3 separate regions of the Pan troglodytes genome follow, and all the other regions are linked to region 3. A link is a contact called in public Hi-C data. All regions are on one chromosome and are shown on one strand. Each heading gives the region's core, a stretch centred on a gene start, on an enhancer-like site or on the middle of the called end of the contact. The rest is flanking DNA. Distances are from core to core; before and after follow the strand shown. Region 1 holds the start of SOX11 (SRY-box transcription factor 11). Region 2 has its middle 660 kb from the start of SOX11. Region 3 has its middle 320 kb from the start of SOX11.

Region 1 (4,577 bases), core at 1,056-3,555, 320 kb before region 3:
AAATTAACAAAAGTTGTAATGGTCCCTTTTTTTGTTAAAAAAAAATCACCAGTTCTTTAAGTTCTCTTAAGAAAAAAAAAAAAATATCTCCACCAACTCCCTAGAGTAACAGTTGTGCTGCCAAAAGGGTCCTCTGCAGACGTCTTCCAGACTTCAAAGACCGACAAGCTTCAAACAGCGCCTTCCGGAGCGGGTCCTACCTCCCCTCCCCCGCCCCGCCCCCTCTGCCTTTGTTGCAATCACGAATTTCAGGAAAAAGAAATAGTAATTACAAAAACACATTTTTTGGGAAAAAAATCACAACTCCAGACTAGGTATGCAACTACCTTGAGACACGATAAAGGAAGGGAGGGGGGACAAAAAAAGGACAGGAAAAATGTTTAAAAACTACTCATTTCACTTTAACTCCACCAAAATTTTCATCATGTTTTCCAATTTCTTTGCGTCACGACATCTTATCAATATCATCAGCATCTTCTTCTCTCCCCTCCACCCTACCACCGCCACCATCAACACCACCATCATCATCATCATTATCATCATCATCATCATCACCACTACAACTTCCTCCCAAGGAACCCAGCTCTGCACCCTCCGAGAGAAAGAGCGAGCAGCGGGCGCCTTTCAATATGTGAACACCAGGTCGGAGAAGTTCGCCTCCAGCCAGTCCCCCGCGATCATCTCGCTCAGCTCCGGCGTGCAGTAGTCGGGGAACTCGAAGTGGGAGCCCAGGCTGCCCTCGCTGAACGAATCCAAATCCTTATCCACCAGCGACAGGGACAGGTTCCCGGCCGCCGCGCCGCCCCCCAGCTGCTGCTCGCTGGCGCTGTGCGCGCTTTGGGAGAAATTCAAGCTCAGGTCGAACATCAGGTCGTCGGCGTCCTCGCCGCTGCTGCCGCTGCTGCTGCCGCTGCTGCTGGACGAGGAGGTGGACACCGAGCGCGAGGACGCGGGCGACAGCGCGGGCTGCGCGAGCGGCGGCGGGTGCTGCTTGGTGATGTTCTTGAAGCTGTAGTAGAGGCGGCTGCCGCCCCCGGCGCCCGAGGTTGCGCCGGCCCGCACCTCGTCGTAGAGGCTCGCTCCCTCGGGGGACTCCGCCGAGCTGCTCAGCGTAGGGCTGGCGGGCACTTTGGCGACGTTGTAGCGTCTCAGCAGCTGCGACGGCTGCTGCCCCGGCGGCTGCAGGAGCTGCTGGTGCGGTGGTTCCTCGTCCTCCTCGTCCGGCTCCTGTTTGATCTGCAGCTGCAGCTCCTCCTCGTCGTCGTCGTCGTCGTCGTCCTCATCCAGAAACACGCACTTGACCGTCTTGCCCGCGCCGCCGCCGCCCGAGCCGCTCACGCGCAGGCTGCCCAGCACGTAGTCGTCGCCCGCGCCCCCGTAGTCCCCGGACTGGGCCGCCTTGCCCGCGCCCGCCTTGGCGCCGGCGGCCGCGGGGGCCTTGAGCTTGCCGCATTTCTTGCTGGAGCCCTTGGAGGTCTTGGCACCGCCCGCGCCTCCGCCCGCGCTCCCGCCGCCGCCGCCGGCCGCGCTCTTCTCTGGGCTCTGGCTGGCGCTGGGCTTGGCCGAGGGGTCCATTTTGGGCTTTTTCCGGGGCCGGTACTTGTAGTCGGGGTAGTCGGCCATGTGCTTGAGCCGCAGCCGCTCCGCCTCCCGGATGAACGGGATCTTCTCGCTGTCCTTCAGCATTTTCCAGCGCTTGCCCAGCCTCTTGGAGATCTCGGCGTTGTGCATGTCCGGAGACTGCTCCATGATCTTCCTGCGTTCGATCTTGGACCATACCATGAACGCGTTCATCGGCCGCTTGATGTGGCCCGACGCCGTCTTGCACCAGTCTGGGTCGCTCTCGTCCAGGGCCACCGGGCTGCAAGCCATGAATTCGCCCTCCTCCGTGTCCAGCGCCTCCCGGGGCAGGTTGCTCTCCGCTTCCAAGCTCTCCGCCTGCTGCACCATGATCCGCTGCAGGGCTGGACGCTCCAACCCGGGCCGCTGGGTCTCGTGCGGAGGTCCCCCTCCCCCTCCCACCCCTCCACCTTCCTGGGCAAGTTGCAAAGTCCTCGGCACCCCGCTTTCGCGGCTCCCCCCCTCCCCCCCGCCCCCCCTTCCAGGCTGCACACAGCGGCTGTGGTGGCTTCGGCGGCGACGGCCGCCGGCGCGGTGGGAGCTGCGGTCGCGACAGGAGAGGCGGTGGCGACGGCGGTCGAGGCAGCCCGGGACCCCTCTCTCCGGCTCGTGGCTCCTACCGCAAGCGCCGGACCCCGAGCTCTCCCAGGCGCGCGCGCTCCTTCTGCAAAAAGTTGAGGTCTCTCTCTCAACTAGTTATCAGGGTGTCATATGGGTGACATCACTCCCCCAGCTAGCCAATGGCTGGGGGCCGGCTCCGCCCATCTTCCTTTATTAACTCGGAGGCCCCGCCCCTCCACCCCGCCCTCCGGGCTGCTTTGCAAAGATGGGGGTGGGGGGAGAGGAGGCATGTCTAGAAATATGTTATTTTTAAAAAATCCGCGTGTGTGCACAGATGCGCCTGTTCCCGGGATGCTCGGAAGCGGCGCGCGGCACCACGGGGAGCGGGCGGCCCGGGGCGAACCGGGATGGTTCGGGCGCCGGCGCTAACCGAGGACCGGGTCCCGGGAGAGGCCCCGCGCGCCTTTGTGCCCAGTCCCCGGGAGGCCCGACGGCGACAGCGGACGGCGCGCGCTCACTCCCCGGGTGCACATACTCGGGCACGCGCCCAGCCTGAGACGGCGGCCTCCGCCCGGCTCGCGGTCAGCCGCGCCCGGCCTGCCCCGGGGTGGGCGCAGCTGCTCCCCGGCGAGCCCCTCGCGGGGCTCGGCCGCTCCCCCGCGTCGCCGCCCCGAGCCCGCCCGGTAGCCCCGCGGCGGCCCTGGCCGACGGAAGGTGGCGCTTGAAGACAACAACCTTCCCGGCACGTGGGCTCTGCTCTCCTTTTCCCTTTCTCCCTTTTTGTAAGGCAAATAAATCAATTTAAAGCTCGAGAGGCGGTAAGCTCCCTCCCCCGTTTTGCATTTTTCTGTTTTGTCCTTTTTCTCCGTCTGTTTTCCCTCCTCGGTGGTGTTTGGGGACGCGGCTGTGCGGGTTGGGCTGCGCCGCGCCCCCGCGCGCCCCGCCCCGGGCGGGGGCCGGAGTAACGGTCTGCGGGGCCCTCGGGTTCAAGCTGGCCACTCCCAGGGCTGGCTCCGGAGCGGGGTCTGGGTCCCGCAGGCTCCAGCACGCCCGCGCCCCGCCCGGCGTCCCTGCGAGGGGCCCGGCGCCCTCCTTCCCTTCTCCCTCTGCTCCCCGCCCCTCCTCTCCCCGCCCCGTCGTCTCCCCGCCCCTCCGCCGCTCCTTTCTCCTTCCCAGGCCTCCTCTTCCTCTTTGTCCTTCCCCCATCCTTGGTCGCCAGCGCTTCTCCGGCAGCCTCGTCCTGAAATCGTGCGATTGTGAGCTAGAAGCCTTCTGGGTCACTCATAAACCAAAGAGAAAATAAGGTGCACTCGAGTTTCCCGTCTAAATATTTTCCCTGGAGATGGAAAGGTGCGCTGGCGGCCGGGGAGCCGCGACCTGGGGCGCGCTGGGCCTCGCAGAGCAGCCGCGGACCCCGGCGATCGTGCCGTGTTCGTCTCCTTTGTGTTTCTTTATTGAGTCCCTACTACCTCTACGGATATTCTGGGGGCAATTAAAGAAAATCGCCGCTTCCTAGGTATGGTCTGTCGCCACGCTCGCCTTCTCCACACCCCCCAGCACTGGGTATCTGGGAACTTTGAGCAGTTCCTAAGACACTGCCCGGATCCCTTCACCAGAGAAATCAGCCGTGTAGGACTGGGAAAATTATCCAAATCTGCTTCCTTTCAGGTGCCCTCCTGCAAATAATACTACATTTCTTAAGTACTGGATCTTCTCTGAGGATTCTAATATCATAAAATAATACCGTGTTTTTCACAGATCATGATTTGAAAAAATTACCGCCATTGCGATAACCCATTCCCGCCCCCGTCCCCCACTTCCCCGACTCATCCTAAAGAAAAACACTGCATCGAATACTTGGAATATTCAGACCAACTTAAATCTTGATAATGCTGGCAATTTATTCTTTCCAGGGCCATAGGAACCAAAAGAATTTACAGTCATTCATACTGGGTGACTTAAAGTCTGGAGATGTATAAAATCCAAGGCAGTGTGTGAAAACTCATCTTCACTCCCGCACGGCGAGCACTAGGTCTTGTTTTTCTCTTACAGCTCACACGTTTTTCAGCTATTGGGAACACCAAGGGAGGGAAGGTGGGGAGGAGCACAAGGTGAATCTACACCCACCTCCCCACAACTGCAGGACAAATCCACACTCTAGAGAAAAGGATTGAAATATTTCAGCTCAGCTTCATTATTTGCTTGCAAAGTGTGAGGGCACCTACCATTTTGGCCTCGGAAAGAGAATGCATTTGAAAATCTTTGGCAAATTCCATATTGATTTGCTATCTTTACGCTATAGCAAAAATCATGCTTAGCTTTAAAATGAGAATGATCTGAATATAGTAGGAGTGAAAAATAATAGATTTTCTTCTCATAGCGCTGCGATCTTTTTA
Region 2 (4,501 bases), core at 1,648-4,147, 340 kb after region 3:
CAACCAGCATAGTCAGTATTTTGAATTTTAGACATTCTAACAGGTTTGTAGTGGTATGACTAAAATCCTATTAGATGACATTGTTATTTTAATTTTTAATTTCATAATGTCAAATGATGTTGAACATCTTTTTAAATGTTTATTTGCTATCTTTATATCTTCCTTAGTGATATGTTCGTTCATATATTTTGAACATATTTAAAAGATTTTTTATTTTATTATTCTTAAGTGTTCTTCATATTTTTTAGATATAATCCTTTATCAGATATGTGTTTTGGAAACATTTTGTCTCAGCCTATGTCTTATCTTTTGATTCTCTTCACAGTGTCTTTCATAGACAAGAAATTAAAATTATTTTTAATTTTAAAATACACTCATTTAATTTTTTCCCTTTTATGAATTACTCTTCTGGATTTGTATCTTAAAAAAAATCACCGAGTCAGTGTAACATAGATTTTTCTCCTATGTTTTTCTCTAGACATTTTGCAGTTTTGTTTTGTACATTTAGGCGGATAACTATGATGATGATGATTTTATATAGACATTTAGTTGTTTCCACACTGTTTATTTAAAAGACAACCCTTTCTTTATTAAATTGCCATTGTTATTTGCCAAAGATTAGTAACTATATTTATGTCATTCTATTTCCGCACTCTATTATTTTCTATCAATCTATGTTTTTGTTTGTTTGCTTTCCAACACCATGCTGTCTTGATTACTGTAGTGTCATGTCTTGACATCAGGTTGTATCATTCTTTCAACTTTGTTCTTCTTGAATGTTTTTAGGTATTTTGGGTCTTTTGTTTTATCACATAAGCTTTAGACTCAATTTGTAAATATCTGCAAAATAGCTTGCTGGAATTTTAATTGCAATTACGTTGAATCTAAAAATCAGGATGGTAAAAATGGACTTTTAAACAATATTGAGTTTTTCAATCCATAAACACAGAATATGTCTCCTTTTATTCATGTTTGATTTTTTCTGGTTTTTTACATATATAATCTGTACTTAATTTCACATTCTCATTGCTAATTTTTCATATGTTGAAAAGTGATAAACCCTATATTAACCTAGTCTTACACCCTTGCTAGAATCACTTATTAATTCTAAAAGTTTATATTTCAATTATTTGGGATTTCTGCATGACAGTCATGTCAGTTGTGAATATACACAATTTTATTTATGTATTACCAGTCTATATATCTTTTATTTCCTTTATCTCTAGGACTTCCAATTCAATGTTGAGTGGGAATGATGAGAGGAGGCAACATGAACATTTTTGACTTGTACCTGATCTTAGGGGTAAAGTACTCAACTTGTCACCATTAAGTATGTTAGTTATAGGCTTTTCGTAGATATTCTTCAAGAATTTAAGCTTGCTTTATACCTATTTTTCTGAAAAAAAAATTTAATGTAGATGAGTGTAGCATTATATCAAATGCTTTTCCTGAATTTTTGCATTAATTTATACAATTACATATTTTTTGTTTGGTCTGTTAATATGCTAGATTACATGAATTGATTTTTGAATATTAAATTAGCTTTGCATACCTAGTATACATGCCACTTGAGCAAGGTATACATTACTTTTTACACATTTTTAGTTTCAATTTGCCAATATATTTTGAGGGCATTTTGCATATAAGCTCATGGAATATATCAGCCTGTAGTTGACCTTTCTTGTAATGTTTTTGTTTGGTTTTGGTATTAAGGTAATGCTCCTTTTACAGAGGGAGTTAAGAAGTATTTCCTCTGCTTCTGTTGCTAAGGGAGTACATGAAAAAGAATCATCTATAACGTTCAATAAATCTAGAAAGAGCAAATCAGGAGCAATATTATATTTCTTAAGTTTTCTTTTCTTTACATTTTAGTTTGGGAAGTTTCTATTGACTTATCTTCAAGCTCTTCAGTATTAGATTTTTTTCCCTGAGATGAATCCAGTTTACTGAGGACCCTATCGGTGCTGTTCTTCCTTTTAGTTACGATGTTTTTATTTCTAAATAAATGTTTTTTATTCCTTCTTAGAATTTCTGTTTATCTGCTTATATCACCCATTTCTTCTTCTATGTTGTCCACTTTCTAAATCAGAATCCTTAGTACATGAGTTACTTTAAATTCCCTGTGTGACAATTTGAAAATCTCAGTCAACTTTTGTAGCTTGCTTTGTCTTTTCAGACTGTTTTTTCTTGCATTTTACCAGGCCTTGTATTTTGTTGTGATTGTTGTTCAAAGGCAGATGTGATATATCAGCTAGTAATAGAAACTGAGGTAAACACCCTTTTATTTACGTACTTATTTTAATTTTTTTTTTTAAGAGATGAAGATCTCCCTGCGTTGCCCAGGCTGGTCTTGAACTCCTGGCCTCAAACAGTCCTCTTGCCTCAGCCTCTCTTGTAGTTTGAATTACAGGCAGGAATCAAAATGGTCGGCTAAATAGGTTTTTAGTGTGAGGTTTTATGTTAATCTGGCTAGGAGTAAGGCTGTATTTAATGTTGGTTGTATCTGTAGGTGCCAGAGGGCCCAAATTCCTTTAGTGCCCTTGTTTTCATCTCTTCTGTTGAAACTGAGCTTCCCCTAAGACCTCCTCCTGAAACAGTCTGTGACTTTTAGTTCTTTGAACTGTAATCCACTGTTATCATACTGGAGCCCTGTTGCTGCCATGGTAAGGTTCCAGGAAGGGGAAATGTTCTATAATCATAGAATCTCTAATCTTATGAGTAAATCTCAAGCTTTTAGTGCACCTGAGTCCTTGGACTGTGACCTTCACAAGTGTTTCTTAGTTTTCATTTCCCCGTGTTTGGCAAAACAGTGAGCCCAAAGAGATCTGGAGTGAAGAAATGCCCTTCCCTGACTGGACCAAGGCTCTGGGATAGTTTTTGTTTGGGTAGTTGGCCTTTGTCATGTAGAATACTCTGTACTTCACAGATGGTGCTCTTCCCCCTAGAGAGGAGCAGGCTCTTCTTCGTAGGACCTTTCTCAAGAGAAAACGGTGCAGTGCCTGTAGGTAAAACCCATGCAAAGTGAGGGATCCCCTAAAACCGCAACTCCCCCTGCTGTCATATCTCAGCCTCCTGCTTTAACAAACGTAGCCTCCAGCAATTCATTAAAATAACCAGTTAGAGTTTGTACTAGTTTATGGCTCCAACAACTTCTGCTCCAGGTAAATTAATCTCAGCTGTGATTCTCTGTATTTACTTTTCTTTTGAGAGTTCAGGATGGTGATTTGCAACCTCAATTCTCTGAAGAATACAAAAAAAGTTGATTTTTCAGTTTGTTCAGCATTTTTCTTTATTATTGTAAGGAGGAGAGTACTGACTTCCAATCTCTTTACATATGAGAACTGTGATGGGAATGTCTTATTCTTTTCTAAGTGCTTTATCATTTCCCTGTGCTTTTCAGCAAGAAGTTTTTATTAAAAATTTATTTAAAGATAAAAAATAAAAATAAAAAAATAAAAATAGTTGTGTCAATAAATCATTAAGTAATAACTTGAAAACCATTTTTCGTGTCAGTGGCATTAGTTTAATGTACATTTACAAATAATTGTAAACGGTGGCTTTGCTAAATCCCAAGCTGTCTTTTAAGAAAGTATGTTTTATAACAATCATCTTGCCTGAAAATGTAAAGGATTTAGTGATAAGACAGGGAGATAAAACTACAAAATGGGTTGTTTCCATCTCTCTACTAAATGCATGCTTCTAAGATTTGAGGATCAACTGTGTGCCAGGAGCTGACTAAATGGTTTTTTGTGTGGGTGGTGGTGGTGGTGGTGTTGTTTTTGAGATGGAGTCTCTTGCTCTGTCGCCCCAGCTGGAGTACAGGGGCACGATCTCGGCTCATTGCAACCTCCGCCTCCTAGGTTCAAGCAATTCTCCTGCTTCAGCCTCTCAAGTAGCTGGGACTACAGGCTTGCTCCACGGCTGATTTCAACCCATGACCTGATGTTGCCCTTTCCTTTTTGCAGCTTCAACATTGCAGCTAAGCAACATTCCTTCCTTGTAAGAGAACAGGACCATGAAGTGTATCTGTTCAGTTTACGGAGGCTGTGCATTGAGTGTCTTCGTGCCCTCTGCTTCACGTTTCGGTGTATAACAGCCTAACTGAAATATAAGGAAATGTTATGTCTCCACCCCAAAGTGAACATAGACATACGTAAGATACATGTTAGCTTAGTATGCATGTGTGCAGCACATTTGTGGCTATTCATAGCTCCTCCTATAACCTGTTGAATATGTATACTTAGCCAACCCATGCAGCACAAATTCCTGTCTTATCCTTTCCTCCCTCAAAACACCTGCTTGTCATTTTCAGCCACGAGCTATGCTTCTTGCCTGCAGGTTGCTCTACCCGACTTTAGAATTAAAGCTCTCTTTTCTAAATGTACAGATTTTGTGACTTTTTCTGGTGACAATAACAAGAACTAGAAAGAGATGTATCATTTAGGGTTTCATATGCCAGGCAACTGAGTTTGGAAGGGATTGACACAGCTTTGTTTAATTG
Region 3 (4,052 bases), core at 1,088-3,587:
TGTGAGCCACTGCGCCTGGCCTTCAAGATTATTTTCAATTCACCCCACAGTAAACCACAAAGAATGACAAAGCCACATCTACTGACTGCCCTGTAAGCTGTGCACTATCAGAGGGGGCTCTTGCCTGATGCAGTTGACACAGCTCATATTTATGTAGCATGTGATGGCATTTTATATGTGTATTATAAAATTACATATACACCCATTATATATACACCCATACATTTTATACACACACACAGACACCCAAAAACATACACACATCATCTGAAATGTTAAGTGATCTTACATGTTAACTTGTTACTCTAATTCCATTACCTATATTTTATGATTTCTCACAACCTTTATGGTGGGGCATGAGGGGATCCTATTTATTTTGAAATAGGTTTTGAAAGTTGAAATAGATCATAGGGTCTAATGGTATAACAAAAGTAGGAGTAAAAATAGAAAGTCTCGTCGGGTGGCCTGGTCTGGGTAAGCTTCCTGCTTGAATCAGAATTCAAAAAAGTCCTTCAATGAGGGGAAGGAAGGGCTTGGTATTTGGGATGTGGGAGGATACTAGTGTATATGTACACACACACGTGCGCACATGCAGGAGCACCGGGGAAAACAATGAAGAGGAGAAATAGAATGAGAACCTAACAGGCTTGCAGTGAGAAGCTCAGTTGGAGAGGAAATGGGGGGAGGAGTAAGAATAAGGTTATTTTTTCTTTCACGTTGGGTTGGAAGCTGTTTAAAGGTTTGCTTTCTACATTGGTGCTTTTATGGGAGAACTGGACTTTGGCACTGCTGTGAGAGCTTTGTAGCACCATAGGAAAGATAAGCGCCTGCCTCTTCCGGGAAGCATTTGAACTGCTGGAGACCGTAGAAGGACCACCTTGCAAAGGAAAGGGATTAATTAATGGCTCAAGAAGTCAGGCAGGCTTCGTTTTTTTTCTTTTTTTTTTTTTTTTTTAACCTCGAAGCAGGCTACTGTCTGGAAAGAACCTGCAACTGTAGCCCATATGGATTCCAAGCTTTGCAGAATGGATTCTGTGAATGTTAGGTATCTAATGGCTTTCCCTCAGTTTCTTCGTTTGTCAAGCGACCTTAAAAATAATTTCCCAGCCTGTTCTACAGGACATGTTTAAAAGTGTCTGGCAAGTGGTTAAAATAAATCCGTAAACTCTTCTCTGCATATTTTTCTCTGTATTTGGAGAGCTACCCATTTCATCTGTGTCTTTGTAGCAAGTATTAATAGAACAGTGGCGTGAACAGAGGAGGTGCTCAAGTCAATGCTTCCTGAGAGAAACATGAAAGGAAGCATCAGGGAACCTTTCAGGAGTTTCAGCGTTCATTTCCAGAGGCATGGGTGAGAATACTTCCTTTACTCCTCAAAGAAAGGCCTATGATAGAAAACATTTGCAGGAGAAATGCTTTGGAAGTCCCGCCTTTTTCAGAAACAACTTTTACGAGGCAATGTTACAACTTCAATTTCATTATACCCCAGAATTTGTGATTTCTGAGGACACCTACTCTTGGTTTTTAAACCTGATTTGAAATAGGTGACTCTTGCATTTAATCACAGCAAAGCTTAAGAAAAAATACATCCTATTATTTTAATAGGTGGAGACACCTATGTTAAAACATGCAAATATCTGCAAGATGAATACCTGAAGAAAGAATATGGTCTTAAACAGTTAGGAATCTTGTAAGGATACTAAAGAAAATGTACTTTTAAAAAATTACTACATGAGAAAGCCTTCTGTCTTTCTTATTTCTAGTCACATTTTTCTTCTACTGAGAGGTGACACATTGCATTGCACCAATAGTTTTGAGGTCTTAATTCCATCCAAATTTTCCCACATTTGGGAAGTAATACACAACTTTACTTATCTTTAAAATCCCATAGGTAGTTTCTATAAATCTGTGTGAGTACTATCCTCTTTGTAAAAACACATTTAAGACGAAGGGAACTCTGTGTATGTATTATTCATTAATTTAATCTCTTCTTTGGGTTACAAGTAAGAGGATCACCTAATTACCCTCATGTGCCGGGTGTACAGTGAGCAGTGCCTCCCACAATGCAGTCACAGAAGTTAGAAAACATGTTTCTCCTCTGGGATTGTTTCTACAACTTGGGCTCCCTACAGAAGGGCAGGATGACCTTTGGGGTTCTTGCTTGGAAATGTTAGATAAGGCTCCTAAAACCAATTTTCTGAATGAACTCCAATCCCATGGAATCTAAATCCATGCCATGGTTTGGTGGCACCCCGGCCCCCTGGGAGAGAGGAGCTTTGTCCCAAGGAAGACAAAGCCTGGCGCATTCTCTCAGGGAAGACTCAAGGCAAAGAGTTCAACAGCTCCTGTTGTTTCTCCTGGGTCTGGACAAGGGGCATTCTGTACCTGTGGCTGACAGGCAGGAAAGGGATCATCTTTCCAGCACAGCACTAGGGCTGTGGGAAGACGTGTAAAGTGCACTTAAAAAAATAATCATTAGAGGCCTGTAATAGGTGTCCCCTTTTGGAACTTCGATGCTGTGATGGCCGTTTAAGGGGAGAAAAGTGTGGGCTTTAGAGCTTCTTCGCTGCTTCTCACAAACACAGGTTCACTCACAACAGCCGGAAAGGGGTCTTTTGTAAATAAGATGTTTTACTTTTGTTGTTGGAACTGCAATGTCTTTGCTTTGCGACATGTGCTCTTTCCTTACTAAACTCCATGCAGGAATGCTGGAGATTCAGTGGATGGGCTTTTCCTGTCTCTCTCTCTCTTTCTCTCTCTGGTTTGTTTTTGTATTTCAATTTTTAACTTGATCTGAATAGCTATTCCACAACGGTATGCGGTAAACATCATTTGAAGTTTTATTAACTACTACATACATTGTTTTTTGTAAAGTAGTCTCTTATGCTTTTTAACCATAAGTTAAATAATTTGTTGTTTGGCCCATATGTGTTAATAAGGTGTACTACTGTCAGAGACAGGCAGAAGCTCCGGACTCCAGCCTCAAACCCTCTCCCTGACACTCTCCCTTCTCATGGAGTTTGGAAAATTATTTGCAGAGCCTTCAAAGGCATTCATAATGCTCAGTATGTAAGATACTTACAGATGTTAGAAATAGAATGACATATAATCAGGAGAGTTCCTGCTTCACATCTTCTCTGTCTTAATGCTTTCATTTGTGATTGCCAAAGTGTTCACAACTTTTAGCAAAAGAAGTATTGACACAATCTGCATATCAATGGAGTTTTTCTTAATATGAGCAATAAAGTTATTAAAATGCTAGTTAAAATGCATGATCTCCAGTTCAATTTCGCAGACACGTTTTTAGCCTCTCAAGGGTGTGAGATTAAGCTCCGGGGCATTTGAGGGCTTCAGCAAGGAGTACATGGCTGGTTTCAACTCTGCCCTCACTGCTATAAACAACTTTAAAAATTCTGGTTCAGACTCAGTTAACGAGCGGGAGTCAAGTAAGAAAAGAGTAACTTACCTCCATTATCTCTCTTTGAATGGTTTTTCCTTACAGTGCAATCAAATCCACATGGGATGACAGTTTTCTGTCACAGAGGGCATTTATAAAAATATGACCGACACATAAAAGAAAATCTTAAAAGTGATTAAACAACTGGCAATTAGTACTAAAAGAATAGCATTTTAGGCATGCATACAATTCTTCACAGGAGTACTTGGATTACTTCAGCTTATAATTAAAGGAAGGTTCATTTGCAAAAAAACTTGGAAGTATATCATGTTCTTCTTTATTTATTTAACCAGCAAGTATTTTTTAAGCACTTGTATTAATACATGGTTACTTTTTCTCTTTTGTGATTCTTTACCTCCCCCCACTGAACTATAGGCTATAATAATCACTGAGCATTGAAGCACTTGAAGGAAATGTCAGCTTCATTGGGTTAAATACTCTGATTTCATTAAGAGGAAACTGAGGCTCTGAGAAATAAGTGGCTTTTGAGGTTTACAATGTAAATCATTGGCAAAACCGGTGTTTTTTTCATTATGTTTCTTTTTATTAATCACTACGTTGTCTTAATCCATACTATTTCTATTGTATACCCTTT

What was found. A called contact is a pair of places that touch in the nucleus more often than the background predicts.
Region 1: a Hi-C map of stem cell-derived neural progenitor cells shows a contact between it and region 3, with 5 times the contacts expected there. The contact joins the promoter of SOX11 here to the enhancer-like site in region 3. A contact is called at or near these places in 3 of 7 Hi-C or Micro-C datasets (induced pluripotent stem cells and stem cell-derived neural progenitor cells) and 1 of 1 datasets of contacts at active chromatin or transcription factors (stem cell-derived excitatory neurons).
Region 2: a contact with region 3 is called in a Hi-C map of induced pluripotent stem cells, with 2.2 times the contacts expected there. The contact joins two enhancer-like sites. A contact is called at or near these places in 3 of 7 Hi-C or Micro-C datasets (induced pluripotent stem cells and stem cell-derived neural progenitor cells).

What each region holds. Positions count from the first base shown.
Region 1 is chr12:117,178,100-117,182,676 of NHGRI_mPanTro3-v2.0_pri, forward strand. It overlaps SOX11 (SRY-box transcription factor 11), which reads right to left and starts at 2,306. Exons shown (of 1, transcript XM_009441951.5): 1 at 1-2,306. The coding sequence starts at 1,950. The coding sequence ends at 625. It overlaps LOC134807841 (a long non-coding RNA gene), which reads left to right and starts at 3,383. Exons shown (of 5, transcript XR_010149219.1): 1 at 3,383-3,697.
Region 2 is chr12:117,842,899-117,847,399 of NHGRI_mPanTro3-v2.0_pri, forward strand. No RefSeq gene overlaps it. Among named protein-coding and RNA genes, the nearest start is that of SOX11, 660 kb to the left of the region's middle. Within about 2 kb of position 2,898, at least 2 of the 24 cell types and tissues checked have an H3K27ac peak or open chromatin away from gene starts, as enhancers often do. A contact at or near this core is called in induced pluripotent stem cells, where this site is marked.
Region 3 is chr12:117,499,079-117,503,130 of NHGRI_mPanTro3-v2.0_pri, forward strand. No RefSeq gene overlaps it. Among named protein-coding and RNA genes, the nearest start is that of SOX11, 320 kb to the left of the region's middle. Within about 2 kb of position 2,338, at least 7 of the 24 cell types and tissues checked have an H3K27ac peak or open chromatin away from gene starts, as enhancers often do. A contact at or near this core is called in induced pluripotent stem cells and stem cell-derived neural progenitor cells, where this site is marked.